2 separate regions of the Sus scrofa genome follow, and region 2 is linked to region 1. Evidence: chromatin contacts called from public promoter capture Hi-C data. All regions are on one chromosome and are shown on one strand. The core of a region is the stretch at or near the end of the contact, and the rest is flanking DNA. Distances in the headings are between cores, read along the strand shown.

What was found. Promoter capture Hi-C pulls out the DNA fragments that hold promoters and counts their contacts.
Region 2: a promoter capture Hi-C map of fetal liver shows a contact between it and region 1, with 4 times the contacts expected there. The contact joins the promoter of LOC110259558 here to the promoter of RPL36AL in region 1. A contact is called at or near these places in 1 of 5 promoter capture datasets (fetal liver) and 1 of 2 datasets of contacts at active chromatin or transcription factors (alveolar macrophages).

The regions. Positions count from the first base shown.
Region 1 is chr1:179,475,891-179,480,788 of Sscrofa11.1, reverse strand. It overlaps RPL36AL (ribosomal protein L36a like), which reads left to right and starts at 2,969. Exons shown (of 2, transcript NM_213917.1): 1 at 2,969-2,999; 2 at 3,703-4,151. The coding sequence starts at 3,734. The coding sequence ends at 4,054. MGAT2 (mannosyl (alpha-1,6-)-glycoprotein beta-1,2-N-acetylglucosaminyltransferase) reads right to left here and starts at 2,325. Exons shown (of 1, transcript NM_001128482.1): 1 at 985-2,325. The coding sequence starts at 2,325. The coding sequence ends at 985.
Region 2 is chr1:180,589,916-180,594,813 of Sscrofa11.1, reverse strand. It overlaps LOC110259558, which reads right to left and starts at 2,471. Exons shown (of 3, transcript XM_021085051.1): 1 at 2,188-2,471; 2 at 1,638-2,114; 3 at 1,369-1,459. The coding sequence starts at 2,471. The coding sequence ends at 1,679. It overlaps NIN (ninein), which reads left to right. Exons shown (of 34, transcript XR_002346861.1): 3 at 2,573-2,626.

The DNA of each region.
Region 1 (4,898 bases), core at 1,720-4,219:
ACTGAACTTTGTATCATTTCTGGCTGTATTTTACTTACACAGCAGCTTTTTATTGCTCATTATCTATGCCTGGCTGATTTGAAAGCCAGTTTCTTCCAAAGGGAATGCACTATCAAGAGCTGGTATTTCAAACTCTGTTATACAATGTACAGATAAGATGTAATGCTAACTTTAAAACTTTTAGAATGTCTTTACTGGACTTTGGTTTGTAGGTTTATTCTGCAAAATGATTAGGAACCTTTTTATGCAAAAATGAGTATTTTATTTTGGCAGCACTAAAAAAAAAAAAAACAAAACCACTGTATTTCTACATTGAGGTGAAAACAGTGTTTAAACTTTCTTATCAATCAAATACATTCCAAAAGAAAGTGTGTCCTATGAATGTTCCAAAGCACAGGCAAATCTTAACACAACAATACAAGAATCTGTAATACTGAAAAGTGACTCTGCTCTGACAGGGTGTTTAACAAACATAACTTTCGAATTATAAAGCCAGTGAAGCAATCCTTTCCTAGTAACTGTTATCAAGAATGAAGCTGGGCTTGTTAATACTCTTAGCAATTTCATGGTAATACTTTTAACTGGTATGACAATTTTAAATAAACTTTGCTGTATGTAATATAAGTTTTGAAAGTGGAAAAGTGTACAAAGTTCCAGATAAAAAGATTAATAGATGCAATTTAAATAAAATTTCCCCTTTTACTGGTTAACAATGATTTCCTTCAGCAGACACACAAGAAACTTTAAAACCCAACTCACAAAGTGAAAACTTGTGTTTTAAATCTTAATCAGACAAGAGGAAAAGATTACTATATTTGGACAACTTTTATAAGAATTTTGTTGTTGTATTAAAGCAGAAACCAGTTCCTAAACTCTTTTATTCAATTGTATATCCTGTTTGGACAAATATCAAAAATAGAAGACTGTCACCTTTTGCGATTGCGTTTTTTTTTTTTTTTTTTTTTTTTTTTTTTTTTTTTTTTTTTACTGCAGTCTTCTATAACTCTTACAGAGTTCATGGTCCCTAATGTCTCCCCACCCTCCATTTTTCCTAGGTGGGGAAAGGGCTGCTGTCAATTTTTCACTGATAGTTAAAGTTTCTGGAAACATGTACTGTTTGTTACTATTTAAGAGTGACTCAATTTGGGCACTCTGTGTGGATGGTCTACAGGTTTTTTTGTGATGCATACCACAGTCTCCAGCATGAAAAATCCTAGGAACTTGAGGAACCAGCACTTTCCAAAATTTTGGAAGACAAGATACAGTCAAATATTGAAGTGTCCAGTCCCAGTTATAATCATCATAAGTACAGAAAGTGTCTGTGCACTCGATCAGCTTCTGATAGGCATCCCGGGTCAAGGCCAGACCCATATTGTGCTCCGTGGATTTCCACGTTTTCACATCTACCTTGTCAGCAACGTCACGGAAACTGCGAACGGTAGTATAGGTCCCCAGGGAGAGAACGTCACACTCAGGACACTCTTGCTGCTTTAAATTCCACATCTTTTTGAAGACATGGTAAAAGTCTGGGGCTACGTAGTGATCCTCCTCTAGGAAAAGTATGAGGCCAGCATAGTCTCGAAGGACTTTGACCCTCTCCCACACGAAATGCAGCTTCCACCACCAGTGGTGTTTGGTTTGGGAGAACTTGGCCTCTCTGTAATGGCCGAAGGAGTCGGGATATTCAGCATTAATGCATCCCATTTTCAAAGCTGCATTCTTCTCCAGGTCTCTAGGGCAATCTCTGGGGTCAGTACCCGGAAACTCGTTAGGGTACAACTGAATGCTGAAAGGAAAGAACACCTGCAGAACCGGACAGAAATCCACCCCAGCGATCAGCTGATTAATCTCAGTCGACCAGAAGTCATGGCTAAAGATGACGAGGACGTTGTCGATTCCCTGGGCTTTCCGAAGTGAGTCCAGGAGCAGTTTGAGGTATTCGGCCCGGTTGTGCACCTGGACCACCAGCACAAGCTCGCGGGGGACCCAGGAGCTGACCTTATCCACATTCCTCAACGTCTGGTCAAAGTTCAGTTGGTACACTAGGGACCGGTACCGCAGCGTCAGGTTGTCCACCTCGGGCTGCGGGGCTGCCGCGACCAGCGGAGCCGCCGAATCGTTGGAGCCCCGGCGGATGCCCACGGATATGGCAGGATGGTCCCCGGCCCGGGCGCCCGCACCCCGCACGGGCTCGGCGTCCAGCAGCGGCGGGGCGAGGGCCTCATTCTTCCTTTGTCGCCCATTGCTGCTCCAGAGGACGAAGCCGCAGGCGGCCACCACGAACGTCAAGATCAGCACCTTCCGCTTGTAGATGCGGAACCTCATGGTCTCCGGGGCCGGGAGCGCGGGCAGGCGCGTAAAGGAGCTAGCGGATCCCGCACGGAAAGGGCGGGCGGGCGGCGGCCGTGGCCTGCAGCGATCGGAATGGGCCTCCGCGGCTGCCCTCGCTAACTCATCCCTGGCCCCGGGGGTCCTGGGGCCCGAAGGCGCTCAGCTCCCCTGTGCCGCCCGGGCTCCACACATCCTCGCCTGGCAGCTGCAGCTCAGGCTGTCCCGCCGCTAGGAGCCGCGACTCAGCGTCGCCTCGGTCCTCTCCATCCGGCACGGGTCCGAGAAGCCCGCCGCGGCCCCACCGCACCCCGGCTCCGTTACCTGCGCTTCCAGCGGCCCTGCGTCCTCTGGGCTTTCATCCTTACGCAGGCACCGGACGTCCCGGACCGAGGGACGCAACCTCGTCCCACTCCCGCGGAGACTGTCCTGACAACCAGCAACTGGCTCGCGGAGCTCCGCGGCCCCCGGGCCCACACCCCTCCGGCCCGCCCCTCGGGCCGTCGGTTGGCGCTTCCCCGACGCGTCGGGAGACGACCGGGCGTCGCTGCCCGCCTCTTATTGGGCCGCGGCGCTGTCGCTCAGGCTCAGTTCCTGCTTCCGTCCCGATCCTCCTTTTCCGGTGAGGCTAGAGCAGAGCGAGACCCGGAACGTGGACATCGGTTTTACTGGTAAGCTACACGCGGAGTGGTAGCGGTCTCGACTGGAGCCCCCGAAGCTCAGGATCCCGGGGTGGCCGGGCGAACCCTGGTAGGAGAGGGAGGGCGAGGCCCGCCGCCTTGGGGGATTTCAAGAACGGGCTTCTCCCTTCCGGGAAGGGGCTCCCGCATGGCGGCTGCCGGGCCGGGAGGCACTTGTTAAGGACACGTCAGCCTTCGGGGCCGCTGAAGGGAGACCGTGTTTCGGAGGGAGAAGTCAAACCACGTTGCTGCGGTCCTCAGAGAAGGGCCGGGCTCGGCCTTGGCACCAGCTACACCGCACCCGGAGCCAGACTGGCTCTCGCGCTCACTCTCCCACTCTTCCGAAGGAGAGTAGATTATCACACGACCACGCTTTAGTTGTTGGGTAACCACGGTAAATTAAGGACCAAAGGAACCCACTTTGGAACTTAGAGTCAGTAGGGGGACCTGACTGTATAGGGCATCCTTATGCTGCTGCTCTGGCCCTTATTTTAGTGAGCCTCATTTTATCACTGCTCCGATGATTAGCCTTCTAAAGAGTTGTGCACATATATATATTTATTCGTGTGGAAAATGCGTATTTGGTGCATTTATACGTTAATGATTTCTGTAATGTTACTATTTCCATATTTACAAAACTTAAAATTTCAAAATGTTTAACGTCTGTTGCTGTATTTTAAATATTTTACCACAGTATTCATCGTGAAAACACCCCTGTTGCAAAGATGGTCAACGTACCTAAAACCCGAAGGACTTTCTGTAAGAAGTGTGGAAAACATCAGCCTCACAAAGTGACCCAGTATAAGAAGGGCAAGGATTCCCTCTATGCCCAGGGAAAGAGGCGCTATGATCGGAAACAGAGTGGCTATGGCGGGCAAACAAAGCCAATTTTCCGGAAGAAGGCTAAAACCACAAAGAAGATTGTGCTGAGGCTTGAATGTGTTGAGCCCAACTGCAGATCCAAGAGGATGCTGGCAATTAAGAGATGCAAGCATTTTGAACTTGGAGGAGATAAGAAGAGAAAGGGCCAAGTGATCCAGTTCTAAGCCTTGAGAATTTTTTTTATTCTATATTTGAGAGGAAGGTGTTGAAGCCATAGGGGGAAAAAAAATGCCTGTATGAGAATAAATACAGTGATACCTTACTGAAATCTTTTGTATTTTTAAAATATAAATAGGATCTTGTGCTTATTTTGGTTCTAAATTAAGGAAGTTACAGAATTAAGGTTCATTTCAAATTCTCATTTAAATTTAGTTCCATAAGACTTGGAATGTTGATTTATATATAAAGATAGGAGTCCCACCTCAAATTTTATAACTAGGTTATGGAGATAAATCATAAGGCAGGGAAAAAACTGATACTTTTCACATCAATTTCATATCTGTTGGGTGAGTAAATGATTATGATTGAGCTGCTGGGGAAAGTCTCAATCAGATTTTGAAAAAAGTACATGGAAAAGATAAGGTAGGCCTGTGTATAGCAGACTGGGTGGAGTAGAGGATCCAAGCTGAAGGGGTAAAAAGAGCTGACTTTTTGCAAGGGTATGGTCCAGTAGGGCATACTAGCCACATATAGCTATTTACATTAAAAATGCAGTTTCTCAGTTATACTAGCTACATGTGGTTAGTGACCACCCCATTGGACAGCAGAGACGTACAATGTTTCCATAGGTTTTTCTAGACAACCTTTTCTTAGACCTTGGTCTTTTTTTTTTTTTTTTTTTTTTTGTCTTTTTAGCCCTCACCCCACCCCAAAGCATATGGAGGTTCCCAGGTGAGGGGTCCAACGGGAGCTGTGGCTGCTAGCCTACATCACAGTCACTCGGGATCCTGTATTCCCAGGGGAAAAGGCGCTATGATCAGAAACAGAGTGGCTATGTCTGTAACCTAC
Region 2 (4,898 bases), core at 1,222-3,721, 1.1 Mb before region 1:
TGTTGGCTGTTTAAGCCCTCAGTGAATATACTCTCTTATAAGATGATGTCTACATAAGGAATCTGATAACAGGTTAGCTATTCCCATAACAAATGGCATGCATGTGTGTTGTGTAATTATTACTGGACTGAACATCCACACATAAAGTGCATGAGTGTGGGATCCAAGCCGCATCTGTGACCTACACCACAGCTCACGGCAGTGCCAAATCCTTAACCCACTGATCGAGGCCAGATCAATCCCACAATCTCATAGTTCCTAGTCGGATTCATTTCCACTTCACCACAGGGGGAACTCACAGAACTTTGTTTTTCATTTTTATTTTCTTTTCCTCTTACTTTTTTTTTTTTTTTTTTGGTGGCATGCAGTGGCTTGATGTGGAATTTCAGTTCCCAGGTTCAGGGATTGAACCTGGGCAGTAGCAGTGAAAGCACTAAAATCAAATCCTGACCACTAGACCACCAGGGAACTCCTCTAAAACTTCAAGTTAACTGTAGATTCACATTAATTTGTAAGAAATAATGCAGAAAGACCCCTTATAGACCTTTTGCCCTATTTCCCCCCATGATAACATTTTGCATAATTGTAGTATAATATCACAACCACGACATTGACATCAGTACAATCCTAGGGGTTTATTCAAATGTCACCAGTTTTACATTCACTCCTCATTTGTGTGAGTATATATTTAGATCTATGCAATTTTGTCACGTGTGATCTGCTTTTGAATCTCAGCTCTGCCAACTAGCTATGTGGTCCTGAGCAAATTCCTTCACTTCTCTGAGGCCCAATTTCCTCATTTGCAAAATGGATATAAAAACGTCTGCCACCTAAGGGTGGTGTGAGGACTAGGTAAGTTCATCCTGTAGAGTTTGCAGCACACTGGATTCTCAATAACTGGTAGTTTCTTTCCTGTCTATCCCTTGTTCTTTCAGTAGCAGGGGAGCATTCTCTAGTTTCTTGCTGAGCTAACCAGGCTTGTGTATTATAATAAATCAGGTGTCTCCTTCTTCAAGGGCAACACATTCAATCCCGCAGCCTAAAGAGAGAACAGTGGTGTCACCTCCGGCCCACCGCTGACACCTCTAGGCTTGGACTGGGATCCTGTCTGCATCCAGGTCAGGGGTGTAGGGATGAGGGGAGTGAGAAGCAGAGACTCGGGGAGCCAGAGGAGTAGGGATAGGAGGGAGGAGCCAGTAAATGCTGAGCAACGCCAAGGAGTTTCTGTCCTCTGTGGCTATTGACCGACCGAGGGTTGGATGTACCCGGGGAAGGCTGGATAGCGGGAGGGAGGGAGCCTAAAAGGACAGGTGGCAGGTAAGGAAGCCAGTCTAAACCTGGTAAGAGGGTCGCATTTGCTCCATAAGGTTCAGAGTCAAGTCCGGAGCTCTTCCACCTCCTGGACCCCTCTTCCAATGACCGCCAATGGACGCTCGAGGGCTGAGTAATCCAAGGCCTCCTGGGGGCAAGAGAGGCACCTGAATCTCCACCCTGAGGTTCCACGGGCTGGAGGTAGGGACCATTCCCCGACCCGGAGACGTCGCCAGCCAGGTGTTGTAGGCGCAGAGGGGTGTGTGCGCTCCCTTTGGAAGAAAGGAGAGGCTATTGGGCAGGGGGGTCGACCTCAGGGCGCTGACCTCCTCCGCCTGGGCTCCCGCGAGCCGCGGCGTTTTCAAATTCAAATCTCCCAGGCGACAGCCCCAGCGTCCCAGACAAAACGGGACCGGGCTCCGCGGTGCTCCGGCCACCCGAGTCGCAGAGGTGGTGGAGCGCGTGGGAGACGGACCCCTGCAAGTGTCAGGGCGGCGCCCGGCGCTCCTCCCTCAGCGGCCCCAGCTGCGCGGGCCGCGGAGGAGGAGCCGCGCCCTGGCCGGCGTCGCCCTAGCTCCTCCTCCCCGCGCGGGGCCTGGCCCTTCCTCCCCGGCGTCCAAAGCTTCGGGTGGCCGCAGCCGAGCGGGTAGCCGAGCGCGCTGGGCGCGGCTATCCCGCTGCCACCGCCGCCGCGTCCGAGCTCGAGTGCTCCCGCGGTCATGGTCCCCGCGGCGGCGCCGGCCGCCTGAGCCCCGGGACGCGGTAAGCGCAGAGCTCTCTCCCGGGGACCCCCGCCCCGCGGCCTGGGGGTGTGCAGAGGCCTCGGGCTGCCCCCGCGCTTCGGCGAGGCCCTGTGCTCCGGGGCGGCCCCGGCACCGTGACAGGCTGGGGTTTCCCCTCTGAGGCCAGGGCTCGGCGGTGGCTGTCCCCGCGGGCCGGGAGCAGGGGGTGGCGGCCGACTCGGTCCGGGGCGCTCCCGCGGGACGAGGCGGGGAGGGGGCGGCGTGGGCGGCGGAGGAGGGGCAGGTCAAGGAGCGCGGGCTGCGCGGGCGGGGGGCGAGCGGGCGGGCGTGGAGGATGCGCGCCGCAGCCTCCGGGAGCCGCGCTTTTGTGAGCGCTGGCTCCTTACATATGGAAATGACGCTCGTGCGGGTCCCCATTCGCGTCCTTTTGAAGGACGCCCGCCCGGAACCCCGGCGTCGGCTGCGAAGTATTGTCCCGCTCCCCGAGCCCTAACAAAGCGTCCTCCCCCGCTTTGCAGAGCACTGGAGGCAGGCGGCCGGCTGTGCGGACGCGACGGAGAGGCCGACAGAAGGTAGGCGAGGATGGCGGGGGCCGAGAGACCTGCTTCCTGGGGACCCAGTGAGGTTTCTGGGGGTGGTGAAGGGCAGGCGAGTCGGGGGCGCATCCGCTTCGCAGGCTGCCGGGGACCTGGGCGACGCGCCCCCGCACCGGCCGCACCTCACCTCCCGGGTCTGCAGCGCAGCGGGGTCTGGGCACCTTCGCTGCCTGCGTGGTCCCGGCCCGCAGCTGCCAGCTGAAAGCAGCTGCTGTGTGATGGTCGAGGAGCGGACTTGAGTCCGGGAGGGAGCAGAAGGGGCGGTTATTCGGTTGCCTTGTGCCACCCGGGCAGCCCTGTGGCTGAGAAACTGAAGTGAAACCTGTCTAGGGAACCCTGAGGTGTTAGCCTAGGCTGAGTAGCGGAGAGCTGATGGCCGTCAGTTAAGTGGGAATTATAGAAGGTGTGCGGAATCATTGCAGAGAGAAGGATTTCCCCAGTGCAATTACTAAGAAAAGGAGAAGAACGGAAAGACACTCCATTATTGCTTGAAAGCCTGGACCGCCAGACCCGCAGAATGGAAATATTGAGGGAGTAGCTTCTTGGGTTCCAGGGGCTGGGATTCTGCAGCTACCAAACCGGTCCTTGACAAAAGGACAGAGCTGATGGAAACAGTTTACTGCTCAGAGCTCTTTCTGTGAAGTTGAAAGAGAGGGAGCAATGGGAAGAGGCAATTTCCCAGCCTCAGCCCTGACAAACCAGGGCTAGGGTGCCAATAAAATGGGAACTGGAAAAATCGTCCTACCGTCAACCTTGTTTCTAGACAACTTAGCTATTATGAGATCTTCTGCTTTCTTTACTTAACTGGGACAGATCCCCTCCTGGTGTTGAATTCCTAAGACAGCCTTGCCATGCAACTTAACTCCTGAATTTGTGAAATCAAAATAGATTGCATGGTAGTCTTTTATGACAGATGTGGTAGCTTTTTACGATTAGAATCCTAATAAAGTTCACCAAGGTACACAGGCTAAGCCTCTGAAACCATGGATGATTTTCACTGTGGCTCCCTTAAATACATTAACATAAATTTATATCTGTTTACTTGTTTCCTGAGGCTTGACAGTCTGCAAGGATTTTTTTTTTTTTTCTGTGTCATGTTAATTTTATCTAGAGTCTTCCTTAGTAGCTAGTGTACTGACCTGAAATATTGAAAGGTCTTGCTGTGGAGTTGAAAGGGGCTGTGAAAATTCCCAGACTGTGTAACAGTTGCATTACAGGCTGGCTGATAAAACAATTTGTTAGGGTCTCCTCTGCTGTTGTCAGTGTACTTAAGGCGGTGAAGAGAACTGTGAAGTTTGTTTGCAGGTTTGTTTATTTTCATCTGGTCTCTGGTGATTCCTTGGAGAAACGCATTCTGACCGACAGTATAGATAAAGTGTAAGAGTTATGGATGTTCTAAATGGGTTAGACATCAGTAAAGATACTGCTAAGGCAGGAAAAGGCTTTCCAAAGGGCAACGGAAAGGCAGCCATCACAGGCACTGTCTTTGCATTAAAATGTCAAGGATCAGTCATTTTATAGGCACTTGCTCGGAATGGCCTGGGTATCTTTTTTTTTCTTGTCTTTTTTCATTTCTGATGTGTGATGACCCTTAATATCAAAAGATGTTAACTGTCACAGAGGGGGAGAATAGAGCTCCAGTGAATTCTGAACAGCCAATCTTAATTTAATAAGCAATGTTCTTATCAATAAGTCAAATGTTGTTCAAATCAGTTGTTTTAAATGTCACTGCAAATGACTTTCTAAAGTAACATTTTACCAGTCTTGATGCTTCCATTTTATGTCTATAATGAAAATACATTTTATCAGTCTAACATTGATAAAGGGATGGCAAGATTAGCCACACCATTTTAGAGGGATTCAAAGCAGCCTAAAGTCTTTTCAGGAACTTTATTTTTATAGATGCCAATTCATTTGTAAGCCAATAAATGATGTGGTTTGAATTCTAGCTATTGAATTTACATCTGCTGGGCAGGGGCTTGTGAGATTTACCGAAGCTTACAGAAAGATATTTTTATCCTATTGACAAATGGAGTTTTTAAAAGATTATGGGAATATGCAAGTGAGCAACTTTATTTGAAAATCAGGACATTTTATTGTGATTTATATCAGTAATTAACCATTTATTCAAGCTTTTGAATGGAAAAATTACGATCTAATACTCTTAAAAAACAAAGTTGGGAAAATATTTTTCATAGATGTGAGAAGAGAAGCTTTTTGCTTTTATACCCCAGGGAACTGTGTATTC